2 separate regions of the Pungitius pungitius genome follow, and region 1 is linked to region 2. The links are chromatin contacts, called in public Hi-C maps. All regions are on one chromosome and are shown on one strand. The core of a region is the stretch at or near the end of the contact, and the rest is flanking DNA. Distances in the headings are between cores, read along the strand shown.

Region 1 (5,680 bases), core at 2,103-4,602, 210 kb before region 2:
GAGCAACACGCCGCTAGATTTCGACCTGAATAATGTGCAGCATGTGCAGTAACATTTGTTGACCTGAAATATTGATGCGTTGTTTGACAGATTGCCTGGGGGGCGTGTGCGCTCGTGCTAACGGGGAACGTAGTCATCTTCAGCACCATCCTGGGCTTCTTCTTGGTCTTTGGATCCAACGACGACTTCAGCTGGCAGCAGTGGTAAAACAGCAGAGGGAGGGGTCCTTAGTCTGAATTGGTTTTATTATTATTGTTATTATTATGGTATTACTGTTTGGTTATTGTTGTTATTTATATGATGACCGCCCATCCATAGACCCCACCAAACCAGTGCAATACTTTTTGTCTTTGTTTGTTTTTCGTACTGCTTCCTTCAAATTGAACTGACACAAGTGGGATGGAAACTGCTGACAATTGCATATTGTTACTCGTTAGTTTCTGTGTTTTTTTTTTTTAAATCTTCATGTGTGCGTTTTATTTTTGAGCGAAGCCGACAACTACTGCTTGTATTATCTGTGAGAAAAGAAAAGAATAATCTGCTTGAATGCCAAACAATCTGAAAGGGCCTCCACACTGAGAACAAAAAGCAGCGGGTGCGTTTCCCGTCCCACGTGCAGAGTGTGAAAAGCTGAGAAAAGCTGTTTCCATTTGACTCTCTTTGATCAGAACTGATCAGTCTTGTATATTAAAAAAATCATCATCATCTGGGAGCTGTGAGAGCCGAGGAGAAGTGGCCCCGTTACGGCGCCTTGGTCGGCTTTCATTTCCCAGCAGCATGTTCCTCCGTGGCCCGCAACCCCCACAAAGAGTCCTCAGACGCAGTAAGACAACGGCTCAAACACGCCGGAGATCAAATGAATTTCGACTCGCTGCGGGCCCCTTAAGCTTTTACTTACGGACTCCTTCAAAATAAAAGCAGCTCAGTGCTGTATTTCTCTGCAGGTCCACATTTCCTCACACCAGCATCGTGATGACGAAACGCAGCTCCGATGAGTCTGGAGGTCTTTCTGTGCCTCCAGCGCTGCTCTCCTGTGTGACTGCAGCGTCAGTTTGAATATGTGCTCTCTGGAAGATAAAACAAACAGAATTCTAATGAGGACTAATGCTGACTTAATACAATTTGTTATGTTTGTGTTCGGTTTCCATCCACGGCAGATTTCCAATGAAAAGGTTCAATGAAGTATTTCCACATTCCACACGTACAGTAAATCAAATACATTCAAAGGAATAGTTTGGGAGGAAAAGAATATCATTTTCTTTTTTAAAGTCCAGTCCGGAGATCGATACCACTTTTATTTTATTTGCGTTTGAATCAAGATGGGATTAGCTTAGTTTATATAAACTGGAAATAAGGGAAGACATTGAGCCTGTAAAAGTTCAACAATATGCAAGTAATACACCATCAAAGTTCTTTATTAACATGAAATATATTGTTTTCCATACAAATAAATGTTTTAGAAATGACAAATTGTAGTTTTAAAGGGATTTACTTGCATTCAGTATAAAACCTGTTTGTAATTGAATAGTACATAACTCCCATTGTCATTTTTACATCAAGATACATGTGTAACTTTTAGGGAAGTCGACAGGCGCTTGTTTTTTGTAAGCGAAGAGCTTCCAGTCTTTATGCTAAGCTAGTCGCTAGCTAAACTGTGCTAATCTCCTCCCGAATATTGGAAATCTGCAGAGGAAAGCCGCGGATAAGAACACCAACTGACCCGTGGGTTTCTAATTCAAACACGTCGGCTGTGATGTTTGCCTTCACCTCCTCCCAGAGATCACCGATTGGATTAAAACGCACCGCAGCTTCTTAGTGTGGAATCTCAACTACATTTGACTACTGAATAATAATAATAACTACTACTGAACTGAATTGATGTGCGCGTGACTTGTCACATGTTCTCTCGTGTTCCTCTCTTGTTTTCTCACGCATTTTGGGGGGGATGTTGTATTTATTTCGTTTGAACGTTCAGGCGCTTCGTGTCAAAATGTCCGACGCCGTTTTCCATCGACAACCTTTCTGTTAAAGCGGCAGAAGTCAGCATGGTGGTTTTCTTTTTTTTCTTCTTTTTTTTAATAAACGCCATTTTTAAACATACTCTCTTTTGAATGACTATCGAACGTTTGCTTTGTGGGATCGGATTGAGTCCACTTCTCAGAAAGTGAGATGAGCTGAAGTCATCTCTTTGGCCTCATCTTATGTTCATATTAAAAAAAAAAAGTTTTTTTCGAACATACGTTTTTAATAAGTGTAGTAAAAGTTGTACCTTTACACATTTAATGTTTTTTGTACCGAAATGGCAAATGTATTATTATTAAATGATTTACTTTAAGCAGTCAATACACGTTTATGACACAGCATAATGTAGTGATTCTATAACTGTGGTCCTCTGTCGTTAGAGGCTGCTGTATAAACAAGACATGATTAAAACCTATAACTATACAAAGTATATCCTCAATATAGAACTCTAAAACCATGACGGGACTCTACAGGCCTTAACTTGAACTTTAAAGTTATTGGTTATATGCCTTTGCACATTATAAATCAAGCAACTGAAGACTGAACTTGTTCAACTTTAAATGCTTTGTGGTAACTGACAGAGGGGGAGGGGGGGGGGGGGGTGACATGCGACCGTGTGACATGCGACGTCACACGGTTTGACTGACACCTTTCTGGGAAGAGAGAAGAAAAGCAGTATTAAATGTTTAAAGTGAAAAAAGTCACACTATCACACTTAATAAATAGAGATTGAGGGGAAAAACTCCTTGAATTGATCCACACAGAAATGATTGAACTAAATGTTTTCATTTATTAATTGAGCAAAACCTAAAATACCTGCAAGGTCCTCCATGTTCAATCTGCTTCTAGATCTCATACGGTCTCCAGAGAACCGAGATCTATTACGTACAAGTAAAAAAAGTTAAATTGAAAATATCACTCAGTATAACCAAGCACCTACAGTAATAAAAGTAAAGTGAAATTATTATTGGTATGCATTAATGTTAAAGCACAATGGTACAGGATTTGTAGGTGGATTGGTAAAGTATGCACCTTCAGTTTGCACTTAAGTAAAGTACTTAGAGATTCCGCTGAGGACACCCAGAGTACACATGTACTTGACTTCTTTGAGCGTCGGATTTGACTAAATAAAGACCTTGTCCCCCGAGGCGGCTGGCGAAAAGACGCCCGCCTGCTAGACGCAACACGCCCACCCACACACACACACACACACACACACACACACACACACACACACACAGCAGCAGGCCTCGCCCCCCTGGTCTGACAACAGCAGCTGGGATTAATGCTTGAACTCGCCCTCCGTAGGTGCGCTCGGTCCTCTTTGAGACACCGCGGTGCAGGAGACGGGCGCACTGCGTCCCCTCTGACCCGGGGCGTGACACACCTGCCCTTGCTGCTAAGGATCATGGGTAGCTGTGGGAGGCTGTAGGTGGCGATTCGGAAAGAGAGAGAGAGAGAGAGATCCACTGATCGATCATGAGGAGGTTTTTCGGAGCGCACGGCGGCGAGGACCACAGTCAGATCCAGTATCTCACGGCCAAGTGCAACCGGCTGGCTCACGACAAAGGTGAGAAGGAAAGTTACACATTTACACTTGAAGCCCTGCTTCAGTCTGGTGCTCGCTGCCTTTATGACCTTGTTAGTCATTTGTGTTTCGTCTGTCTGCTCGGATTCACAGTTGTGTTTATTCTGAATGAAAAGCCTGAGATTCTATAATAATGTAAAGTGTGGTTCATCACACATGGCTCTCTGGTCAGTAAACGTCGATACTTCCGCCTATTTAGATTTTTGGAGGTTTTATGTTACTAACGTGCAGAAAACAACGTTCCTTCTGCCACCGGGCAGCATTTGGATCTTTGTTTTTGTCGGTTAGGACGTTAACTTTCCCTCCACACCAGCTCCACAGTCTGTAATCAAAGTTCAAAGGTCAACTGTGGGTGAAATTAGGACCTCATCGCAGAAGAATATCCTCACTGCTCGAGTCCTCTCGTAATATTCGGTTTTAGCGTCGAGGAGTCGGAGGCCTTAATGAAAGAAATCACACGTTTGAACATTGAATTAATGAAAAGTTCATTAATTTCTTTCCTAAAATAAGACAACCTAAATAGGAAACGCATCGGTAATGTCTAAATGTCTTCCTCCAATGATATTACATCGGGTTATCGTTAAAGAAGTTTATGTAATGAGGCTCCTGTAGATGGATTTGAGTCAGAAATGAAAATGAATTTATTCATTAATTGAGTGTAAAAAGGGCATAGATTTTTTTTTATTGAAATATATGATGGCCGTCCCCATGTAGCATTGTGTCTTACAAGTTGCTTGAGTGAGAGGCCCAACCAGAGGCTCAGAACTAAACAATGACACTCACCATGGGATGGAAACGACGCACTCTGCAGCGGCGCTCGACAGGGAGCTGCTGCTGGCCGGGGGCCGCGAGAGGAAGCTGCGCGGCGAGCTGGAGGCCGCCGCCGCCGGGCTTCGCCTCCGGGAGCAGATCAACGCGGAGCTCCGGGTGAGGGAGGAGCAGCTCGTCGGCAAGATCCACCAGCAGCAGGTCAGCAGATCAGAGAAGGGAGAAGGGGGGGGTCTCGTTGGAGTGATCAGGAGAGGGCTGGGGGGGGGGGGGGGGGGGGGGTACTGTCGGGGGGGGGCATCTTGAGCGACCATAATCAATATTCATACACAGACGAGGTATCAGATGACTGTCGCAGTCTTGTAGTTGTTTTGAATTCGTGTGATTCAATGTTGTAGCGTTTCACCTCATTATAATCCCACCATTTAACAGCACACAGCAGTATCCATACCAGCCGCCACCTATGCTGCAATTACTGGAAATTACACTGGAATTATGGCACCAGTCGGAGCCCGCGCTAACAGGCTGCAAAGGCTTTGGCAGCGGTTTGTAGCCTTTTGGGGCTTTTGTTGCATTCTGGATTTGGACACAGCTCTGAAGGAAATTGTGTCTTTCATTTTATTTTGTTGTAGTTGCGTCCCATAATAACCTTTGGACCTCTGAGATTCATTGCCGCTTCACGTTTACAAACGAGCATCTCGATGGTATTTGTCAGGAGAGTTTGGAGAGTGTGACTCACTCACTTTACTCGCATAAGATCTGTCAGGTTTGGACAAGTTTCAAACTATTTGACCTATAGGTGCGCCTGAAATCACGCCTGTGCAAGACGATAACGCCTCTATAAGTGAGGATTTTTAGGATTCATAAATTACGGAATTCCGCAGTGAAATGACAGACAATCATAGTTAACTACGTCAAAATAGAGCAATGAAACAGAATATCGAAAGCTTTTTTTTGTGAGTGGGATTGTTGTGCACGTTGCGTCCCTCTTGCAGGACCTGGTGGGCCGGCTGCAGCAGCGCCTGCTCCTGCTGGCGGAGGCGAGCTCCCGGGACGGCGAGCTGCTGCGGCAGGTCGGCGCCGAGCTGCTGTGCCTGCAGAGCTCCGAGGCGAAGCTGGAGGGCCTGGTGGAGGAGCTGCACGCCGAGGCCCAACGCAAGGCCGCGACGGCAGAGAGCCTCCAGGCGGAGCTGCACGCTGAGGCCCGGCGGCGGGCCGGCCTGATGGAGAGCCTGCAGGCGGAGCAACGCAGGCAGGACCACTCCTCGAGCTCTCTGATTGTATAGAGTCACGTGCACGGGC
Region 2 (5,557 bases), core at 1,930-4,429:
GGTGACCTCCAGCGGCCCGGTCAGCGTGATGAGGCCGTGCTTCTCGTGAATGTGGAACAGTCCCCTGGGGTTCTGCTTGAGGCTGTAGACCACCACGCCGTTTGTGCCTTCATCGGGATCCGACGCTTTGGCCTGGAATATGACGTGACCCATGCTCCAGTTTTCCACTGCACTCACATGCTCCACGGCGTGAAAGAAACGAGGGCCGTTGTCATTTAGGTCCTTCACCTTGATGTTCACCAGGGCCTCTCCCGTGATCTCCCCAGCTCTCGCTACAACCTTCAGCTGATAGAAGTCCTGCTCTTCTCTGTCTATCTGGCTTGATGCTGTGATCTGACCTGCGCTGTTCACTGAAAAAAGCCCCCTGTGGTCACCCGAGGTGATGAGATATGAAATGTTTGTGTTCAGATCTACGGTGGTGGCTGACACGGTGCCTATAACCGTCCCGATGCCCACGTTTTCAAACATGACAAAGCTGTAGACTTCCTGGCTGAAGACCGGGGGGTTATCCTGTGTGTCGATGACGGTCACAGTCACTATGGCCTGGGTCTGTGAGCGCAGGCCTCCACCATCTGCAGCTGTGACCTGCAGCTGGTAGGCGGTCTTCTCCTCTCTATCCAGGGGCACGAGCGTGGTAATTTTCCCTGTGTTGCTATTGATGCGAAACTTGGAAGAATCTCCAGCTGTGATTATATATTTGAGCGTGCCGTTTCGGCCCAAATCGGGGTCTGTTGCTGAGGCGGTGGTTACATAAGAGCCCTCGGGCTCGTTCTCTTTCACGTTGGCAAAATACTGCAGCGGGTAGAAAACCGGCCTATTGTCATTAATGTCCCTCAGCGTGATGTTGACTTTCCCTACAGAGTGCAAAGCGGGGCTGCCTGCGTCAGCTGCCTGGACGTGGAGCAAGTAGGAGGCCCGCTCCTCCCTGTCCAGCTCGGCGGCCGTGCTCAGCCGCCCCGAAATCGCATCCAGGCGGAACAGCTGCTGGACGGCGGCCGGGGTCTCCCCATCGAACGAGAAGCGGACAGTTCCGTTGGCCCCGACGTCGTCGTCCGAGGCCGACAGCACCAGCAGCTCGGTGCCAGCGGCGGCGTGCTCCGCCAGCGAGACGTGGTACGCGCCCTGTGTGAACGTGGGCACTTGGTCATTCACGTCGGTGATGTTCACGACCAGTTTAGTGTAGGAGATCTTGGGCTGCAGCCCCTGGTCTTTGGCACTAATGTTGAGCACAATTTCAGATGCTATCTCCCGGTCCAGCAAAGCGGCGCTGGTCACCAGACCGCTGTTCTCACTGATGGAGAACCAGCCCAAAGCGTTTCCAGACACCAGGGAGTAGCGCAGGTTGGCGTTCTGCCCGGAGTCGCCGTCGGTTGCAGAAACCCCTTTAATGTAGCTGCCTTTCGGTACGTCCTCGCTGATATCCACCCTGTACAGTGTTTGCTGGAATATGGGCGGGTGATCGTTGATATCGTTCACAAAAATGACCAGACTGGCGAAGGAGGACCTGGCGACGGGCGTGCCGTTGTCCGACACCGACACAGTCAGGTTGTATGAGGAGATTCGCTCTCTGTCCAACACACTGGCCACTTTGATGAGACTCAAGTTGGGCACGGGGGAGGTGTGCACTTCAAAGTGCCTCTGCTCGTTGCCTCCCAAGATAGAAACGGATATGTTGCCGTTGGCAGCGGGGGAGTCTGAATCTGAAACAGTGAGCAGAGCCACCACGGTGCCGATCTGTGCGTTTTCGTCGACGGAGGCGAATTTAGAGGTGGTGGGGAAATACCTGAACTTCACCACTGGGTCGTTGTCGTTCACGTCTAAAAGTTTGATGGTGGCTTCTGTCCTGCCCGACAGGGAGGGCACCCCGTTGTCTACCGCATGAATAGTCAGGGAATACTCCCTCTTACTCTCATAATCCAAACCCTCTTTCATAATAATAGTACCTGCATGGGGGTCAATTTGGAAAGGTGTTCCCTCATCTAAAAAATACCTGACCTCAGAATTGGCTCCCTCATCCCGATCTGACGCTGTAATCTGCAGAACACTTGAGCCCACGGTTGCATCCTCAAAAATGCTGTTCTGATATTGTTCTTGGTCGAAAACGGGTGGGTTGTCATTTATGTCTTGAATAGTGACGTTCACTTGCATGTAGCCAAACTTTTTGGGTTCCCCTTTGTCCTCCACCTCCACCAGCAGCTGATAGAAGGGAGTGACTTCCCTGTCCAAGCCTCCGGTGGATACGAGGTGCAAGAATGCGCCCTCTCCACTGGGATTGACCGTAATATCCAGGCGGAACCTCCTCTGCTCGTTGCCTTTCACTATCCGGTACGTGGTGTGATCGACTCCGTTGCTCCCGATGTCGGAGTCCGTGGCCGTGTCCAGGATCACTTGCCGGCCGCTGCTGGCGTCCTCCTTGAAGGACACGACGATGGACGCGTCCGGGAACACCGGGGAGTTGTCGTTAATATCCAAAACTACTATGCGCACCTCGGTTGGGTACGTGGGCTGGCTGGACAGCACCACCACGTTGATGACATCACTCTGCAGGAGCTCCCTGTCAATCACCGAGGATGTGTAAATCACTCCGGTGGTGGCGTTAATTGCAAAAAGTTTGTGGTTCTCGCTGAAGCGGTAAGAGAAGCTGGGCTTGGTCTCTATTTTACCCACGTAGGTGCCGACGGGCTGCTCCTCCGGGACCTGGAACTCTTGACGGACCTGGCTGGACGCGGAGTAGCGCGACAGAGTCCACAGCGCCAGCAGAACGAAGTGAAAGCGGCCCAAGCCCCTACCTGTGCGCGCCATGGTCAGTCAGACAGAGTCCATGCCGAAGACGCATCCACTGCACTCACCAAAGCGCTGCATTAGTTAGTGAGCAGCTCGTCATTCACTGTCCCAAAGTAATCCACAAGTGCTCTTCTTCTTCCTCTGATCCCGCGCAGCGTGCCAGTGCAACAAGAAGAAAACCCTCCTTGAAGGGAGACAATGATTCCTGCACAAGTTTTAATTCAACTCCGCAAAAAAAGAAGAAAAAAAGGCAGGAAACTGGCAATCCTTTGAAAGATGAAACAAAACGTCCTCACTCTTGCAAGATGCACGAAACTATAATAATATTTAAAAACACAAAAAAAAGTTCATCCAAAGTTAGCGAGCGGGTGCGCGGCGTGGAGAGCGTCCCGCGGAGTAACGGCGCTTCGGTCATAGTGCGCTCAGGAGCCCCTGTAAGTTCGGACAAAGCTGGAGAACCACAAACTCCCTCCCATCGCCGATCCCATTGGACGCCTGTGCTCCTGCCCGCCCTCCCACCGCATTACCCCCCCCCCCCATTGTGTCTAGCGGCCCCGCTTGCAGAAGAAGATGTCAATCACATGAGACAGGTAACGATGCCCTGAGCGCTTTTAATTACTCCGCTAACAGATTAATGGGTGTTAAAACGCTTTCAATGAGCGTAGGATAAAAAATGTTTTCTCAAAATAACTTACAGACACACACATCCTACGACAGAAGTCATGCTCCTCGTTTTATTTAATACTGGGACTAATGGGGGGGATATTTATGGGCATCAAATGGGTGAAGATTTCTTTGAAATCAAATGTGATGACTAAAAAGTAATGTTTGGATTGTTACCTGTACCCGTACTATAATGAAACCATTCAATTATGATCGTATGATTAGAAACAAAAGGACAATAACTTTCTACAGTATATGTTATAATGATTTGCATTGTAGCTTAAACACTGGAATGTATGTCTTTCTATGTACAATCAATGTCTTCTATTCCGTTATTCGGGATTCAAATGCTATCGAAATATATGATTCTAAATTAAGGAAGTTCATTTTCAGTCATTTCCTGACTTCATAAAAGCCATCCAGGTCTTTGCATAGAATTGAAGTCCCAGGAAGTTTCTTTTTGTGGGTAAGTAGTTCTATCTAGTGGCCAAACGATGGTACTTCCACCCAAAATACATTTCAGTAGATCTTTCTGATGAGTTTAAACAGACAGAATTATGAAAAAAGCAACCAAAAAAACTGATGGAAAATTTGGAATAGTCACCAAAACATAAACATAAAAACTTGCATAATGATGGAAATACATTTTTTTACCAGAACAGACAAAATGATACAAAATATTCACGCAGAGCTTAGAACTTCTCTTCCATAATAACCTTGTATTTCTTCCCGATGAGCAGATCACTGATAATATTTGACTCAGTAAATTTTGAATATATGTCTTCCCATTCAGTCTTTAGGACTTCTCCAGCAGTGTTCGCATTACAGTTTTACGGAGTAACATTAGAAAGACAGTTAGCAGAGATAAGGCGGATTATAATACTACTGCACAACCTTCACTGGTAACAATGTGGGTGAATTCAAGGCATCAATCATTTCCAAAAAACATGTTTCAATGAATAGCCTCAGGTCACATGAATCCATCGAGAAGAAGGAGGAATGCTTTGGATCCCACACGTGGACGATCTGGGAAGTGACGTCCCTTCGTCCGTCCTTACGTCACAACACGGAGGATAATTACAACCCTCGTTTAAAAGGAACGTAAATGTTTACTCAGGCTTTTGTATTTGACAATTTGTGGCTTTTGTAATCAGGCCGCCTAGACATTAAGCGGGCCGTGAATCAGCGGCGCAATGGAATCACAGGGTGGACTGGACGGGCTCAGATTCAATGTTCTGGCTCTCCAGGTTTCCATCAAGCTTAGTTATTGATCCCATTCATGGTCGCCAGAGGAAGACTCCTGAGGATTTTGGTGGAACTTGTTACGGTGCGGGTGTACAAACTCTCCCCATCACGACGAACAGTCAATACTTTTAAAGACGTCACCGTGAGCTAAGCTGAGCTCAATGGCTCTTGTGCTGGAGGAAGAAATCTCAGGTGAGGAGAACTGTGGAATCAGAGAGGACCTGGAATGAAAGGAGAGGAGTCAAAGGGCGTCTGGTGGAAAGGAAAGAGACGCCGCTCAAGGGGAAAGTTCAAATGAACGGAGAGGATGAAGGAAAACACAGAGGAGGATGTTGTAACGATATGTGGCGGGGGATATTATTAAGCCTTCATTTGGTACATCTGGCGTATTGATTCTGGCTCTCTAAGTGCATTTTGAAACTGCAGCAGAGACCTAGTCAATCCGTAAACTACCAAACATTTCTCCCTATACATGAACTCATGAGCCCTTTCAGCGACTTGCTCAAAAACACTTCAACATGTGTTCCTCAACCACAGCCGACCACTGATGATTCTCGCGATGAGTCTCTCCCAAACCATATTTGGGTAAAAGCAACCTCTGCTGCTGCCACTGAATTTGCACGTATTCCGTTCAGAGTCCGTGCTGAATGAAACACCAGGACTGTATCTTCTGCATCAATCATGCACCATCCGAGTGGTTTTGTTGATACATTTTTGTTTGGAAAATTACTTTCCCGAGGCTGCGCACGGAGCTGCATGCAAAACAAGTTCGCAAGGATGTTAAAATGAAAGTGAATTTAAATTATCTTTGGATCCGTTGATGACAGATGTCATATAGAAATGTGGAGGAAGATTAGTTGAGACC

The links. A called contact is a pair of places that touch in the nucleus more often than the background predicts.
Region 1: a contact with region 2 is called in a Hi-C map of muscle, with 15 times the contacts expected there. The contact joins the promoter of LOC134107135 here to the promoter of fat4 in region 2. A contact is called at or near these places in 2 of 2 Hi-C or Micro-C datasets (both in muscle).

Annotation. Positions count from the first base shown.
Region 1 is chr2:16,674,139-16,679,818 of fPunPun2.1, reverse strand. LOC134107135 reads left to right here and starts at 3,352. Exons shown (of 3, transcript XM_062558590.1): 1 at 3,352-3,592; 2 at 4,422-4,579; 3 at 5,374-5,680. The coding sequence starts at 3,502. The coding sequence ends at 5,664. It overlaps leprotl1 (leptin receptor overlapping transcript like 1), which reads left to right. Exons shown (of 4, transcript XM_037460062.2): 4 at 91-1,086. The coding sequence ends at 207.
Region 2 is chr2:16,465,756-16,471,312 of fPunPun2.1, reverse strand. fat4 (FAT atypical cadherin 4) reads right to left here and starts at 3,179. Exons shown (of 16, transcript XM_037460777.2): 1 at 1-3,179. The coding sequence starts at 2,802.